Regions from separate parts of the Mus musculus genome. Here region 2 is linked to region 1. A link is a contact called in public Micro-C data. All regions are on one chromosome and are shown on one strand. Each heading gives the region's core, a stretch centred on a gene start, on an enhancer-like site or on the middle of the called end of the contact. The rest is flanking DNA. Distances are from core to core; before and after follow the strand shown. Region 1 overlaps Golm1 (golgi membrane protein 1). Region 2 holds the start of Golm1 (golgi membrane protein 1).

What was found. A called contact is a pair of places that touch in the nucleus more often than the background predicts.
Region 2: a Micro-C map of the G1E-ER4 cell line shows a contact between it and region 1, with 2.5 times the contacts expected there. The contact joins the promoter of Golm1 here to the enhancer-like site in region 1. A contact is called at or near these places in 2 of 39 promoter capture datasets (the C10 cell line and stem cell-derived epiblast-like cells), 1 of 15 datasets of contacts at CTCF or cohesin (the G1E-ER4 cell line), 22 of 484 Hi-C or Micro-C datasets (the G1E-ER4 cell line, Sertoli cells, brain and 9 more), 6 of 115 datasets of contacts at active chromatin or transcription factors (embryonic fibroblasts, embryonic stem cells, neural progenitor cells and 1 more) and 3 of 9 other capture datasets (adipose tissue, liver and pancreatic islet).

What each region holds. Positions count from the first base shown.
Region 1 is chr13:59,638,268-59,642,116 of GRCm38.p6, forward strand. It overlaps Golm1 (golgi membrane protein 1), which reads right to left. Exons shown (of 10, transcript NM_001035122.2): 8 at 1,853-2,074; 9 at 38-145. Among named protein-coding and RNA genes, the nearest start is that of Golm1, 36 kb to the right of the region's middle. Within about 2 kb of position 1,979, at least 8 of the 459 cell types and tissues checked have an H3K27ac peak or open chromatin away from gene starts, as enhancers often do. A contact at or near this core is called in the G1E-ER4 cell line, cerebellar granule neurons and cerebellum, where this site is marked.
Region 2 is chr13:59,673,432-59,677,303 of GRCm38.p6, forward strand. Golm1 (golgi membrane protein 1) reads right to left here and starts at 2,353. Exons shown (of 10, transcript NM_001035122.2): 1 at 2,296-2,353.

The DNA.
Region 1 (3,849 bases), core at 729-3,228:
CAGGAAGGTGACTACTCCCACACCACCCTGTTCTTACCATTTATATTTCTGTCATTCCCTGCAAGGGCTGCCTGCTTCTCCCTCTCAGATTCTGCTTCGTTTTCATCCATGTCGTATTCATCTCCTGGGTTCTTCTGGCCTCCCCCTATGAAACCAGCACACCAGACAGACAGAGCATCATTTTATTCCTGATGTCACTGGAACGCCAGCACCAATACACACTGTCACCCAACCTGTACCTCAGAAAGTAGCCTGACTGATGGCGCTCACACCCAATACAAATGCCATGGCGAGTACCCAGAAAGGCATCGCTTCAACACTGAGGCTATAAAAGTCAGCTCTGTGCAACGCTATAGGTGGAACAACAATGTGAACTAACCAGTAACCCCCCAGAGCTCCTGTCTCTAGCTGCATATGTCGCAGAAGATGGCCTAGTCGGCCATCATTGGGAAGAGAGTCCCCTTGGTCTTGCAAATTTTATATGCCCCAGTCCAGGGGAACGCCAGGGCCAAGAGGTCTGAGTGGGTGGGTAGGGGAGCAGGGCAGGGGAGGGTATAGGGGACTTTCGGGATAGCATTTGAAATGTAAATGAAGAAAATACCTAATAATAAATTGGAAAAAGGAAAAAAAAAGTCAGCTCTGTTGACTGAACCCTGGCACACAAAAGCTGCAGGCTTTATTCCTCACACACACACACACACACAAACACACACACACAAAATCCAAAATAAGCCATGATTCAGTCTGAAAATGACGAAACTAAATGCCTTTTTGAAAAGGAAAATCAACAAAATTAAGGAAAAGCACCACTGTTTAAGGAACTAGGCTAGTGGTGGGGGATGGCAAGCAATGGCTTCTCAATGACTCCAGTGGAGAGAAGGGGGTAACTACTGCACCTCCATGTCATGTACAGAATTAGGCTGGTCACAACCATGTTCTGCTCTGCAGAAAGAGCAACCAGGAAAGATCACAGAATGAAGACGAGACCACAGGTTTCTCCCGAACATCTAAAGTGTGTGTCATATGAGGAGGCCTGGAACATCTGCCCTGCTTCAACCGTGATGTGGAAGCAGCACAGAGCGCTCTGTCTATTTATAATCTAGGTGAGGTTACTAGTGCATGTGGAAGCAGGCACCCCACATAGGCCTGGTAGCCCGTGTCTACATTTAGCCGTGACACTTCATGTCCGTAGTCAGACACTTGAGTGCCACCAGAGTGGGGTTCCTCCCTTCCCTCAGAAGCATCTTTTTGCTGTAGGTGTGGAGCAGGGTTCTAAGCAGTGACACTCAGTGGGAGGCTGATAAAATGCACCCTTATCTAAAACAACAGACGACACTGTTCCAAGAAAGGCTGAAAGAATTAGACACATTTCCTCAATTCTGTTATTGGATCCAGCTGGGAGCACGGGGGCCATTGGTGCTCCTAGCTCCAAGGCTTGGAAAGTCCCCATATCCTTAAGGCAGCAGAATACACTCAAGATACTTAGCTGAACCAAGCTCCTACTCTTTCTAAAGAAGAGGGAAAGGAAGGCGGAATTCAACGAGACACTGTTCCTCAGATGCAGTAACATCCTTTGTCACGTCTTCCTTCAGTACTTCCAAGACATAAGCACAGAAGCAGGTGGAAACAGGTGACTGCCCACCCGGCCGCCTGCCCAGCCGCCTGCCCGCCTGCCAGGAAGCAACATTTAACCAGCTAAGCTTCCATCTCAGCATGCCACACACCCTGGAAGTCCCTTTAATATTGTTCTCTTGATAACGAACAAATAAACATACAAAGGAGTGAACAAGGCCACTTGGTAAAATTGAAGACCTGCTGACAAGCAGGAGCTTAGGGACCCAGAGGCACCCACCTTCCTCTGATGCACGCTGCTGCTCCTGCCTATCCCGGATGACAAGCTGCTCCCGCTCAGGGTACTGAGAGTCCTCCTCAGGCCTGGCCAACAGGCCAGCTGGTAGCTGTGTGTGCTGATCGAGTTTCTCAGCTCCTACCCGAGTGCCATCCGCCACCGCCTGCCCTTGGATGGATGCCTGTTGGTGCTCCTCACCGACAGCCTGAATCTCATTGGTTTCCTCTGCACATAGAACATAGGTGTGATTGCAAGAGCATTCTTTGTTTGGGGGTCTTGGGTGTGTGTGTGTCCGTGTTATTGTTTTGTTTCATTTTTATAATTTTTTTTTCATGATGGGGTTTCTCTGTGCATCTCTCTGGTGGCTGTCCAGGAACTTGCTTTGTACACCAGACCGGCCTTGAACTCAAAGATTCTCCTGCTTCTGCCTCCACAGTGAGTGCTGGGATTAAAAGTGTGCACCACCATGCCTGGCTGCAGGACCATTTTAACTAAAACAAAAATAAAAGGACTGAGCGTGGAATACACACCCATCATCCTGTCACTTAGGTAGATCAGTTCACGAGGCAGGAAGATCAGTTCAAAGGCCAACTTTGGCTACATGGTCAGTTTGAGGCCAGCCTGGGAGACTGCCTTAGGCAAAACCGAAGAAAAAAATAGTAACATTAACTGCAAGAAATGCCTGCAGGATACCTGGGATCTCAAGATTTAGGGGATGAAGGCAGCAAAGTCAATTCAAGGCCTTAGCTGCACAGTGAGTTCCGAGGTCAACCAGGCTACACGAGAGCTTATCTCAAAAAGCAAAACAAAAAAGTGTCAGCCCTGGATTCCTGACATCGCCAGAAAGAGTGGCTTCAGAACAGCTTGGAACTTGTGTTTTGATCTCCACTACAGATCAGGGGCTTTGGGGCTGCAGGTCATCTTCAGATTAAACAACAGGGAAGTGCCCGGTGTGGTGGTGAATGCCTTTAATCCTAGCACTCAGCAGAGACAGGTAGATTTCAGTGAGTTTGAAGCCAGCTTGGTTTACATACAGAGTTTCAGGATAGCTAGAGCTACATTATAGAGAGATCCTTGTCTCAAGACTAAACAAAACCCAACAAACAAAAACATCAGAAAATAACATGGATTTGTATATCCCCAGACCCCCAGGGCAGTGCTAGGCTCTCAGTCATTTCAAGCCGTGGGAGTCCAAGGGACACCAGCCACCTAGGACTCCGTCTCTGCCCTTCAGTCTCACGATGTCCCTGCTACTCTAGATTAAGGCAACTTCTGTACCTGTACTTATATAGCTGACAAGAACAAGCTGTTAGTTAGACAGAGTAGAAGCCTGTAGCCCCTATTCCAGAGCCCCAAGAGAAAGTATACCAGCCCACCCCTTTTTTGAGAGCACAATGGCTGTGTTCCAGAGATAACCAAGGTTGTACCTCATACTACAGTGGGACTTGGTAATGAGTAAGAGTCACCCAGGTGGTACTGGTTTTAAAGGCATGAAGGGGTCATGCAGAGCAGCTGAGGCTCAGCACTGTGAGAGGCCATGGAAGGCCATTGGTGAAGGTGCAGCCTCAGTTGCAATTGATGGCCCAGGACTGAAGGAGTCATGCAAAGGATTTGAGGCTTAGCACCATGAAGAGAACCTATGGGAGGCTATTGTTAAAGCCAAGTTACAGTGGAACACAGCAGCGTTTTGGAGATGCCAGTACCATGAGATGACCACTAAGAACAGCAGCAGCAGTGGAGTACAGGCAGCTGGAGCCTAGAAGACAAGGTGTGTGCTACAAAGGGCATGGCTGGAGAAGTGACCCAAGCCCTTGGAGGAGCCCAGAAGATCGTGAGTTGGATCCCAGACATTGGACAGTTGGAGTTTAATTTTTGCTTTTGATTGTGACTGTGCCCTGATATTTTTCCCTCTTGAAGGAAGAAAATATTTTAGGGGATCCCACAGATAAGAGACTTTTAATTGTAAAAAGACTTTGGATTTTAAAAGATACTGGATATTT
Region 2 (3,872 bases), core at 1,103-3,602, 36 kb after region 1:
CCACTGTGTCTGTGACTGACCAGTCTCTCAGAGGCCAGCACCTCACAAAGCACAAGAAGGGATCAGGAAACACCCTAAAACTTCAAGCCCAGTCTCCCCCTAGTAATTCCACCAATAACTTCAAAAACTTGGAAAGCAAAACTGCCTAGGATCCCTTGAGAATGTTCAGAGGTGTGAAACTGTCAATGGATCTTTAAAGTGTTCAATTCCTCTTGCAGTTTCTAAGGTTAAAGCTAAAGCCTGTGTGTGTGTGTGTGTGTGTGTATGTGTGTGTGTGTGTGTATACACGTACTATGCATGTACATGCTGACATGCAAACACGTGATGCCTCCGTGACCAGCATCTTCCCCTAGGGCTTTCTGTCTTGCAGTGAACCTGGGCATCACTGGTTCAGCTGGCCAGACACTCCGGGGCTTCTGTCCCCTCTCCCCTGGGGTCACAGTTTCACAGGTCAGAGCATCTCACCTGGCTCCTTCAGAGTGCAGGGGAGTGAACGCCCCCGCACGTAGGCCCCAGGAGTAAAGAGCAGGTTAGAACCATTCTGCCTGTCTCTATTGTTTTCTTTTCCCAACCTAGAAATGCTTTAAAAATGAAATTATGGGATGGCATTTTTCATGCCAGGTCTTAAACGAACCTTTAAAAAAATTTTTTTTAAAGAAAAAGAAAGAAAGAAAGAAAGAAAGAAAGAAAGAGAAAGAAAGAAAGAAAGAAAGAAAGAAAGAAAGAAAGAAAGAAAGGAAGGAAGGAAGGAAGGAAGAAAGAGGCAAACATGAAAAGACCAAAGCCCTGCTCCCTTCCCCTCACCATCCCAGGACTTCCAGGGCTGCTCTGCAGGCCCAGGCTTCCTGCAAGCTCCCTCCCTCTGTCCTCCAACTGACTCACAGAGGCCAATTCCTAGGTTCCATCTCTACTACTTCGGGTTCTTTCACAGGACACTGGCAGGCCCTCCCTGCTGGAAGTGGCGGGGAAACACAAAGAGCTCACTGCTCTTTGTGCCCTAACCCTGAAAGCAAACAAATGCGAATCCTTCCCAACCCCCACCAGTAACTAGGCTTGTCACCAGTAATTAAAAAGCAGATGGATTTCAAGGTTTAACAGCCAAAAAAAAAAAAGTCACAGTGTATCATACCCCAACCCTCCACCTGCCCCCACTCCCACCCCAGGATCCCATGCAAACAACATTTCTTTCATTTTATATTGTACAAAACTCATTCATTTCAATGTGTAAAATTGTACAAATGTGCAAAAAAAATGTGCAGAATGTAATAATTGTTCCTTAAGAGACAGAACTGGTGCCTAAAACCCCAACATATTTTCTTAACATTTCCTAAGAATTCCATTTACTGTCCAGTAACACTTTCAGGAGCGTGTGCCTGACGAGTCTTCACACTGACTACGGTTTTCTCTTTGCAAAGGAAAAGGACTCTTGCCAGTAGCTGGGACTTGGTTGAATGCTTCTCTAAGATGACTAACGATAGCTGGGACGCCCAGTGACAAGGCTTGTGGCTTCCCAGGCCTCCAGCCCTCACCTTCGGAAATACAACTAACTGTCCAAGCGACCCAAGAGATGGCCATTCATACACGCTCAGCCATTGCACTGCGCTAAGCGGCTCAGCAAACTGGTGTGCACGTCACTCCACTCCCGCTCCTGAAGAACGAATGTTCCTAGGTATGTGAAAAAAAAAATGTAAGGCCCTGAGACCCCCTAACCAGACAAAGAAAGCCTCAAGTCTTGAAAGTCAAAACAGAAAAAAAGTTATTAGCACACGTTGAGATGATAGCGGAAAACGGCTAGCCCACACACAGACTTTCCCGACCTCACTATTCGTAAATTGCTAGGAAGAACTCCTCAAAACTGGGACTGTTTCCCGATCTTGTTTTACATTCTTAAAGTAACCTCTAACGGTTTTAAATACAGTGCAGAAAAGAGTATCAAAATCCCAGCGACTGCTCCCAGAACAGAGCAAAAGTTGTTAGGGTGTTCCACCCAGGCAAGAAGCATCCTAGAAAGCCGGCTGCAGCTGCCGGTGGCTGGCGACCGACCCTGCACCCGGGGGACTCAGGGGCCACTTTGCAGGGTCTGCCGGGGCGGGACGAGGGCAGGAGGAGGAGAAAAGAAAGGGAGGAGAGGACGAGAGGGAAGACAGTCGGAGGAGAGGGAAAGAGAGATGACGAGGAAGGGAGGGACGGAGAAGCGGGGGAGGCGAGGGGAGGAGGCGGCGGCCGAGAAGAGAAGCGAGGAGCGGGAGCAGAGGCGCGGGCGGTGGCCGCGCTGCATCCCACGGGAGAGCTCACCTGCGGGGCAGCGAGGCGCTCCGTCCGCTCGTCCGCGCGGTCTCTGCCGAGGACGTCTCAGGCGAGCGGGCGGGCGGGCACTTCCGGCGGAGCCGCAGCCCTGGCCCCGGCCCCTCGGCGCCGCCCTCCTCCTCCAGCTCTCCGCCCCGCAGTCTTCCCTGTCCGCCACACTGCCAATGGTGACCCCTGAGGTTACTTGCGGAGAAGCAGGATTTTGTCTTTCCGGACAGCTCTCTCTATAAAACCCAGGCAGGTCTGGAGCTCGCTGTATGGAACAGGCTGGTCTCGAACTCACGGAGCCTTTCCGACCTCTGCCTCCGAATTCTTAACTCTGACGATATTTACCAATCATTGGTTATTGCCATGCACGGTCCTAAATTCTGACCCTGAACACTGGTGTCAATCACACGTTTTAAGCCTCCCCGCCCCCCCCCCCTTTTTTTCTTTCTCACTCCGGCCCCCACTTGCTCAGGCCCTTCTAAGTCTCCCTTTCTTAATGCATGGCTAGGGTTGTAGAAGAATCTCTCTTTCAAGGCGTCCCAATTTTCCTCTCTAGGTAAGGAAACCTGTTCTACCCTGAGCATTTCTTGAATAAACAATAAACACTTGAGCAGTGACTGGAATCATGCATGTAATCCCAACGCTGAGATGGAAAATGTTCTCTATTTTGTTTTCCCAAGAGACAACTTGTGGTTGTTTGGCTTAGAATGCCCCACCCCCACCCCATTACCTGATACATTTGAACGTCTGCTTCCTGGTTAATGAACTGCTTAAGAAGGACTAGGAGGCGTGGCCTTGTTGGGGTAGGTGTGTGTGTGTGTGTGTGTGTGTGTGTGTGTGTGTGTGTGTCACTGGGAGCGGGCTTTGAGGTTTCACAAACCCAAGCCAAGCCAGGTCTAGTCTCCCCAGCCTTCTGGCTTGTGGTTGTGGATAAGATGTAAGATCTACAGCTCCAACAAATGCCTGCCTACTGACACGGTCCCCACCATGATGGTCATGAACTGACTCTCTGAAACTAATGAGCCCCCAATTACATCCTTTCTTCTATAAGTTGCCTTGGTCATGGTATCTCCTCACAACAAAAGATCGGTGACAGTGGGGCATGGTGGCACACGCCTTTAATCCCAGCACTTGGGAGGCAGAGACAGGCAGATTTCTGAGTTCGAGGCCAGTCTGGTCTACAGAGTGAGTTCCAAGACAGCCAGGGCTATACAGAGAAACCCTGCCTCGAGAAAAAAAAAAAAAAAAAAAAAAAAAGATCGGTGACTAAGACAAGCTTTTCTAGACAGGACTCTCAGAGCAGAGGGAAGTTGTTAAGGACACTCCTACCCAGTGGTTTATAATTAGAAAACACCCAGACCTGCACCGGTGGAGGAAGTGCCTGAAACCTTGAGGTTATTAATCCAGAATCAGCTTCCCAGAGTGTTCTCCTGAGGGGTTCTTGGCCACGAAACCATATGGATAAATATCAGTGCTGTTGACTGCATGCCAGAACCAAACTTTAAGACCCTGTTATAGAGCACTGCACAGTATGGTTACGGGACATGGAGAAATCGAATGGAAGTCCCCCAAGTGGT